2 separate regions of the Hordeum vulgare genome follow, and region 1 is linked to region 2. A link is a contact called in public Hi-C data. All regions are on one chromosome and are shown on one strand. Each heading gives the region's core, a stretch centred on a gene start, on an enhancer-like site or on the middle of the called end of the contact. The rest is flanking DNA. Distances are from core to core; before and after follow the strand shown.

What was found. Hi-C and Micro-C count contacts between places; a contact is called where the count stands out from the background.
Region 1: a Hi-C map of leaf shows a contact between it and region 2, with 2.7 times the contacts expected there. The contact joins the promoter of LOC123399847 here to the promoter of LOC123399842 in region 2. A contact is called at or near these places in 2 of 6 Hi-C or Micro-C datasets (leaf and seedling).

What each region holds. Positions count from the first base shown.
Region 1 is chr5H:490,622,294-490,626,478 of MorexV3_pseudomolecules_assembly, forward strand. LOC123399847 (beta-glucosidase 31-like) reads right to left here and starts at 2,605. Exons shown (of 13, transcript XM_045094230.1): 1 at 2,138-2,605; 2 at 411-474; 3 at 259-317; 4 at 98-173. The coding sequence starts at 2,278. It overlaps LOC123399849 (a long non-coding RNA gene), which reads left to right and starts at 410. Exons shown (of 2, transcript XR_006610441.1): 1 at 410-502; 2 at 839-1,420.
Region 2 is chr5H:490,410,418-490,414,276 of MorexV3_pseudomolecules_assembly, forward strand. It overlaps LOC123399842 (U-box domain-containing protein 33-like), which reads left to right and starts at 2,148. Exons shown (of 10, transcript XM_045094225.1): 1 at 2,148-2,614; 2 at 2,751-2,915; 3 at 3,071-3,195; 4 at 3,379-3,473; 5 at 3,591-3,668; 6 at 3,758-3,859. The coding sequence starts at 2,774. It overlaps LOC123399841 (U-box domain-containing protein 33-like), which reads left to right. Exons shown (of 9, transcript XM_045094223.1): 8 at 1-413; 9 at 629-1,081. The coding sequence ends at 817.

The sequences.
Region 1 (4,185 bases), core at 1,355-3,854, 210 kb after region 2:
TTGCAAACAGAAGTCAGTGAAGTGTCATTCTTAACTTTTCTGAAACACATTATTCAACATATGTGGTGCTTTCACTAATCCTGTATGATGGCCTTACCAGGAATAAGGCGAGGCCAGGCAATGGAAAATCTGTATGCGTCGACGCCCATCTCACTCAAAAGCTTTACATCTTCCTGGTGGTTTATCATAGTAAGTATAACATGGAATTCTTTGTCTGAAAATTCATCCATTTAACATCACTTGGTGTCACAAACTAACCTTGTACTTATGATACTGATCTGCAGTCACATCAGCAGTGGCACCATCGGCAGAGTAGCCTGTGGATGTTAAAACTCCATGTTATAATTCGCAATGCGATAATGCGTGGCAGATTCAGGCTCACAGGGTTTGGTGGAAACGGCGAAATTAACCTGAGTGTGTGAATGTGTCCCAGATGCTGGGTTTTCTTCCATCCTCTGCAACCGCACCTTCAATCTGGATAATCAGCCGAATGTTCAGGCTGGTATGTACGACACAGTACTCCGTATTTTATACAATATACAGCGAAGTATTTTATACAACGTGAAAGCTTTTTTACTACCTGTAGTGGCAGAGGCTTAAAAGCGAAGGCAGTTAAGTTTGACCATTCTATCTAATAACAACAATAATTTGGACCCTGTTTTCCTTAGTTTTTACCCTTGTGTGGACACTCAGGTCCTATCCTTAGCAACATAAGATGGATCACTATTATTTTCTTCCCTCCACTCTTGATCGCTCCGGCTTATTTACGGTTCAAATCCTGCCAGCACGGCCACCTATTTGCAGTTTTTACTGATTAAGATGCTCTGATTCTCTCCAGCCAAAACCAGAAAGAAGTAGCCAGAAGAGAAGTTAACCTGGTGACATCGAAAGGAGGTCGACGAAAGAGACTGGTGAGAAAATGGCATTTGGGTTGTTTCCTAACGACTATATGCATGGGACGAATACGCCATCGTCAGGAAAACGAAGCATAGACATAAGCTGCCGGTGACTGGTTACTTAAGTTGGATCGAGTTTAGGGATATGCAAACATTAAAAAGAAAGTTTGTGTTGGTGGGAGATGGACCCTGTATTCCACCATGTCCATTACTTTCTTGCACGCCCTGTTCCACCCGTCCGATGGATGGCTCAGTTCACTTTGTAGGTGTAGGACCCGTCACGTGTGAACAAAAAATGTCGTCATGGAAAAGGCGAAGGAGCAGGTGAAGGAAAATAACACCCGGAAAAGGTAAAAACGCACCAATAGGTAATCGGTACGCAAATGCAACCTCTCTAATGTTTCCTTTAAAGGTAAAGTGGGGATTTTTCGTTGTTTCTATGTATGAAGGTGAGATGAACGTGTGGTGGTGCTAGAAAGAGGATATGGACCAAGAAGCCAGCATATACTTGGCAGCAATTTCTTGCTCTGCACAAAGATATTTATCGTCTAACATTTCAATACCGTGTTTTTTTTTCGGGGAAAAATGAACTGTCAAGCTAACAAAAATAAAATAGACGAGGTTTGCGGCACCGTTTATTGCGCCATTTGCATCCCCAACTATACTAGGTTTGCTGGGAGAGAGATGGCAGGAAAGGAATTCCTGCACTTTTCGGGGAAAGCTGATTGCATCAACGAAAGAAGTTATCAGAGGCATCATACATAGCCACGAAGCTTTGCGTCTCATCATCTGTCATCCACACGACCACTTGATCGAATATTGTTCCCCGTTCTCTTCTGCTAAATCAATTGAACTGAACGCCAGCAGCATGCTAGCTGGATCTTTCAAAAGAAAAAAAAATATACTAGCTACTTCCTTTGTAAACTAATACTAAATTAGTGTTTTAAATGTTTTTATATTAGTTTACGGATGAAGTAGTAGTTTGATAAACAAAACCAACACAGAGGAGGGCGAGAAAATTATATATATATATAGTGGTATCTCTGTCTGTTTTAATTGTGTAGGTGCTGCTGTGACTGTCAGTGTGAGCAGTGAGCTGTGATGGGAGAAAATCCCCACCACGAACCATATACTAGTACCATGTATGTATGCAACTGCAACGCCGAGGGCGAGGCAGAGGTAGCCCGGAACTGGCCGGTGTTGAGCTGCGTGGCATGGTAGAACGTACTCCTAGTACGTACCTGGTAAGCGGAGGAGCCGGTGCCGAAGACGAAGCCCGGGGGGAAGTCGCCCTTGGTGATCGCCGCCGCAGACGCCCGGGACGCGACGGCGACGAGAAGGACAAGGACGCAGGGGAGCGTCGTCGTCGCCGGCGTCCTCATCGCCTATATACAGGCTGCTGCTGCTAGCTCCGTCGATTCGCCGGCCACTGCGCGCTGTCTAGGCGGCGGTGGTGGTGGCCTGGTGGGTGATGGTCTCTTAATTTATACGCCGTTCCCGGCCGGTGCTCTGTCTACGGCCGCTGAAGCTTGCGAATGGCATGGCTGCGAGTGCGTGAGTACGTGTGGTATAGGACTCGGGGGTCAGCGTCGTGGTCGGCCGTCGGGGAAAAGGAATCTGGCTTGCTGGCGTCGCCGGACCGGCTGCGCGGCGGAGCGGACCGGACGGAACCGCACGCAAGCGGGCGGGCACCGCTTGTCCGTTGTCCCTTCTCGAGGATTGGAAAAGGCCGGCCGGGGTCCACCACGTCGGCTGATAACCACCGTTCCCGCGCACGTCGACCCGCTGTTCCTGCGACTCAAAAAGGTTTATAATAAACTGTTTGGGTTGTTTGGATACTCTAACTCGATTAAAGATTGAAGTTTGATTTTTACCTTGAATTAACTTTAACTCGTTTGTATTACTTTGGTTTAATTTAGCAAAATTATATCTTTGCCCCTCGAATTTACAGGATTGCCGACATCGGGTCCTCATCTCTTTTTTTTTTGTCGACGTTCAGTTGATCATGTTTCCAAACCCACATGCTCGTGCAACAACAACATGGCAAATATTATCTAAACGTCTGCGGACACGCCCGGTCAGTGATCGGCCGTGTTTTTTATTTGTTCGTCTGCACAGTCATACTCCTTATTTTCTTTCTCATATGTCTGATCACTTGCACTTGATTGATGGAGAGGAAGAGAGAGAAAGAAAAGAATGAATAAAGAAACAAAAAGGTGGTTCGGGATGGGGTGGGGTCGCGTCCTATGTGGCGAATCGATGCGTTTGCTAGCCCTCATATCATTTTCATATTTGAGATGGATATGAGGTTCGTAGACAGCCCTGGCGTATAGGGATGATATGAGGGATCTAGTTGGGTCACTTTTTCTCTCTATCTCTCCTGTCCGGTTACTGACCGGGTGCATCCGCGGGCGTATGAGTGGTCATTTAAGACGTTCGACTGTAGATGCTCTAAGACATCTATTTTCTCTCTCCCCAATATCTCTAAGGCATCTCCAACGACTCTAAAGCCGCGTGCATCCATTTGAACCGTATGATCCGAACATATGTTGTCATCTAACGTGGGTCTGTATCAGTTCGCAGAATGATTCAAACGTATTTTTTCGTAAATCAGAGACAAACATAGGGGTGGAGGCTTTGCGAGCGTTCGGACAACATCGACGCTCGCTTCTGGCCGCCTTGGCCCACCAAAACCACTCCTCCGCCAGCGCACGTTTTCGCCCGACGTCAACTACCCACATTCATGTCACTTTAGAGCAGTCGCTTCCATTGAAGACAGCTTAGGGCGTACACGGCCTCTCGTTGGCAACATCATTGAAACGACGGGCCGGTCGAGGGCGCCCCTGTTGAACACCCGGCTGAACACGTCTACTCGCCGCATTCAAACACATCCATTAAACCCACGTGTATGCCGAGAGACGTATTCAGGCCACACATCCGTTCACGAGTGGACGACATTAAGCACAACGATGGGGAAGCTCCTCCCGTCCGCCAACTATTTAAAGAAGGCCACACGCGGGACAAGAATTGCACCACTCCGCCGCTCCCCATCTTCTCCTTCAACCATTTTCTTAATTTTTTTGATGGCATCTGACGAGTAGAAAGAGCAGTTCTCTGGCATAAAAGCTGGTTGGGTGGCATGTCGAGCCCGCCGGATACGAGCAAGGCAGCTCGCTGCTTCACCTCCCTCGCCTAGCCCGCCGAATACGAGCGAGGTAGCTCGCAGCTTCACCTCCCTCGCCTAGCCCGATGGAGCAAGTTGTTGCTCCAAGCCGTCGCGTGGTACAAC
Region 2 (3,859 bases), core at 898-3,397:
ACCCAAAGGGATCTTTTGTGTATATTGATCCTGAATATGTTATGACTGGTGATCTAACACCGCTATCTGACGTATACTCTTTCGGAATCGTGCTCCTTCGCCTCTTGACTGGAAGACCAGGATTCGGGCTGTTGAAAGATGTGCAACAGGCTGTGGAAAAGGGTTGCTTGGAAGCAATATTGGATTCATCTGCTGGGGACTGGCCTGCTATGCAGGCTGAGCAATTGGCTCGGGTAGGTCTGAAATGCTGCGAGATCAGAAGAAAAAACCGTCCTGACCTGCAAAAGGGGGTTTGGACTGTACTTGAACCAATGTTGAAGCCTGCTTCCATTATGATGTGTTCCTTGTCATTCAAATCAGTATCAGAAGACCTTGGTGGTGTGCCGCCCTACTTCATCTGTCCAATACTACAGGTGAGTCATACATTTCGATTGGTGAATATCATTTTCTTCTGCTGTCTATTTTAATATCTTAAAGAATGGAGGGATATCTTTAAAATATACGAAGCATGTGTAATTAACCTTAAATTCCCCCTGAATTTTTGTTTCTTAGACAAGCTCAGTTGATTTCTTGCATAGAAAGCATTTGTCATTTCAGGTTGTTTCACCTTTGCATTTCTACGGTGCAGGATGTCATGAGGGAGCCTCTAATTGCTGCAGATGGCTTTACCTATGAAGCCGAAGCTATAAGGGAGTGGATTGACAGTGGCCACCATACATCACCCATGACAAATCTTGAGCTACTCCACGGTGATCTTTTGCCGAACCATGCCCTCCGTTCTGCAATCCAAGAATGGCTGCAGACAGATGCCCAATAATATGTTATTTTTACAATCATAGGACCTAAAAATGAACTAATACTATGTCCTTAACCCCTTTACGCACAATAATAGGCACATACCCTCCAACAGAATAAGTAAAGGCATACACATCGTTTTTGTTTTGCTTTTCAGCAAAATTTTGTATCAAAAATATAATATACTTGGAGCTCCATCAGCAGTGTACCAGTGTTTGTACATGGATCTGTATAGTCAAAACTGTGGTGATAATATTGTACATGGATGCTGCACTCTGTTTTTTCACTGTTTGATCAATAATCGTCGTTGTTGTGGTACTGGTGTCTGAATGCTGATCGAGACTAGAAAGTAGGGAAGCATATCTGAATGGAACTATCAATTCAGAATGTCGCTAATTACAAGCATTCATTTTACATATGTTTACATGTTCCATAAGTCTATAATTTGCATCCAACCTGTCTATTCTGAATGTCGGGAACAATCAACATTAAACTTCTGAGAAGGTAAATGACGTAGCCATGAGATACTAATAACTTCATCAGTACGCCTGCTTCTCTTGTGTCTTAAAAATACATCCTGATGGACAAAACCATCTTTCAAAGATGTGTTGTGTGCCCAAATTTGCCAAAGTTTCTTACCTATGCAGATCACTTAGCAAGTTATTCTCAACAAGATGTGTGGTGTGCACAAAGTTGCCAAAGTTTTCTTACCTATGCAGATACCTCAGCAAATTTGTCTCGACAAGCACTTCCCTCCAAATGAGTCAAATGGAGCCTCCAATGCATACATGCTGCAACCCCAATCTTCGCATATTCTAGGTATCATGCTGGTATATGCTGTTCAACACATTTTAATAAAGAACAGGAGATGTCTTGATGTGCATTAACATATTGACAGCTTGACAGCAAGAGTTATGTGAGAGTACCTCCTGGGAAAGAACAATACTACCAAGTGCCAAGTATCTAATTATATGATCTATCCTGGACAATTTTTTTCGAATCATGAAAGTAACCATCTGGTTGGAAATGCCGGCCAGTGAGATGGATGGCCTGTAATAATCGCCACCTAACGGACAACTTCATTGCTAAGCATCAAAAGTCAAGTCACGGAGGACATTCATGTTTAGAAACTACTTGAAAGTAGTAGAAACTTCGTGGAAATGCCAGGGTTCCCATCGCCATCAGGATTACGTGCATTGTAGATAGCTCACAGCTATACTTGCTAAAAAATGAGCGGAAGCTGATGAAGCTATCCTTATAGAAAAATACCAAACTAGAGAAGACAATAAGATGATTAATTAAGTTCTAAATAATCAATAACAAAATATAAAATGTATTGATATTATCTCCAGAACACCAAACATTCGTGTAACAAGTTTTATTTGCTTTTTAACCAACCAGTTGGTCTATCAACGTCTTTTGACGTATGCAGGAGACAATCTCCTGCCACCAAAATACAATAAAGTCATTATCAGCCTGGTTATCCTTTTTCGTAAACTGGAATGGCTTTTCGCAAAAAAGAAAATGTAAACTGGAATGGCTACTAGTTAACCAATGTTTCCTAAACTGAACAGAACTTTTTATTAATTGGGCAACGCTTGGGACCCGAAGTCAGATATTGAATTGATGATGCACTCACTGCTGCTAGATACAATCAGACAGTAACCAACTCCAAGGCCACTCTTTAAAAACACCACTACTCTCCCATTTGGGCCTTCTAAAATTGACACTACCTGGGAAAGACAGAGGCAGAACAAGGACTAGGACGACAATCATATCGATGCCACGGAGTTGATGAAAAGTGGCCCAGCATATTTAGGTACTTCCACAAAACTTTTAGAACATTTTCAGAGATCTTTACCTTTTGTAGTTTTATTAGGTCGTCTGTCTTCAGCTCCGCTGAACCAGATAGCAAAACCAGAATATAGATATGATGCCAATTCTTGATTTCTCAGGGTCTGTATAGGGAATAAGAAAGATGGATGAAGAAGAGGTTCATATCGCGACCGGGAAGAACTTCAGAAAGGAGAAAGCTAACATATTATGGGCTGCTGCAAATTTTCCAAGGGCCACCATAGTTCTTGTCCACGTTCATTGGCCATCCAAGTGGATGCCCTTCAGTAAGTTTTTTTCAGCCAAATATTTTTCATGCTTTGTAAAGCTCTAACAGTTAGATGCCCTTAAGTAAGTTTTTTTCAATATTAATAGGATAAAGTATAACCTTTTGTTTTATTAGCGGTATAAGTAATTGATTGTTTCTAATCAACAACTGCAGTGGGTGGAAAGCTGCTATACAAGTTTGCAGATGAAAAGGAGAAGGAGATGCATAGAGGTAGAGAAACGGAGGCAATGGTCAAGATGCTATTAAAATATAAAAGCCTATGTGATGATACAAGAGAGGTATCCTACGATTTCGGTTCAGCTTAAGATAAATAAGGTCACGGCAGTGCTTATTGAGTTCATCCGAAAAGCACTCTAGTCCTGTGATATTTGTTCACAACCATTGTTTTATCTGATGATGAAGTTAAGCAAACAAACCATGTGGAGAAAATATGTTTTCTAAGCGGGCTGGTACCCTTGCAGGTTAGAGCACATTACCTTACACATGATGACATCCTTGCTGGTGTTGTAAACCTGGTAAAGAAGCTCAAAATCAAGAGAATTGTCATCGGTTCAAGGTGAGATCTAATCCTAAGCAATTGCCTCTTTGTATATGTTATTCAATGTTACCTGTACACAGAAATGGACAGTACCTTAGCCCATAAAACTGCATAACAATAAACTAAATTATGCAGGAACATGTCAAAGAATGCGGTTCTTCGTAAATGCTCTCAGGTTTGGGTGGTGCTTAATGGCAAATATCTGTCCACTAGGTATAGTTTCTCCAAAGACCATAATTGCATCCAGTAACATCTGAATCATATCTAGTAATTTGTTGGATGAGATCGTTCCTTAAGTGCAGCAATGATCATCTGGAGCATACTGGAGGCACTGGATATGGAGGGAGCTCTGAATTGCTGGCATGTATACATGAGCTGAGCGAGGAATCTGATGGCTATGCAAC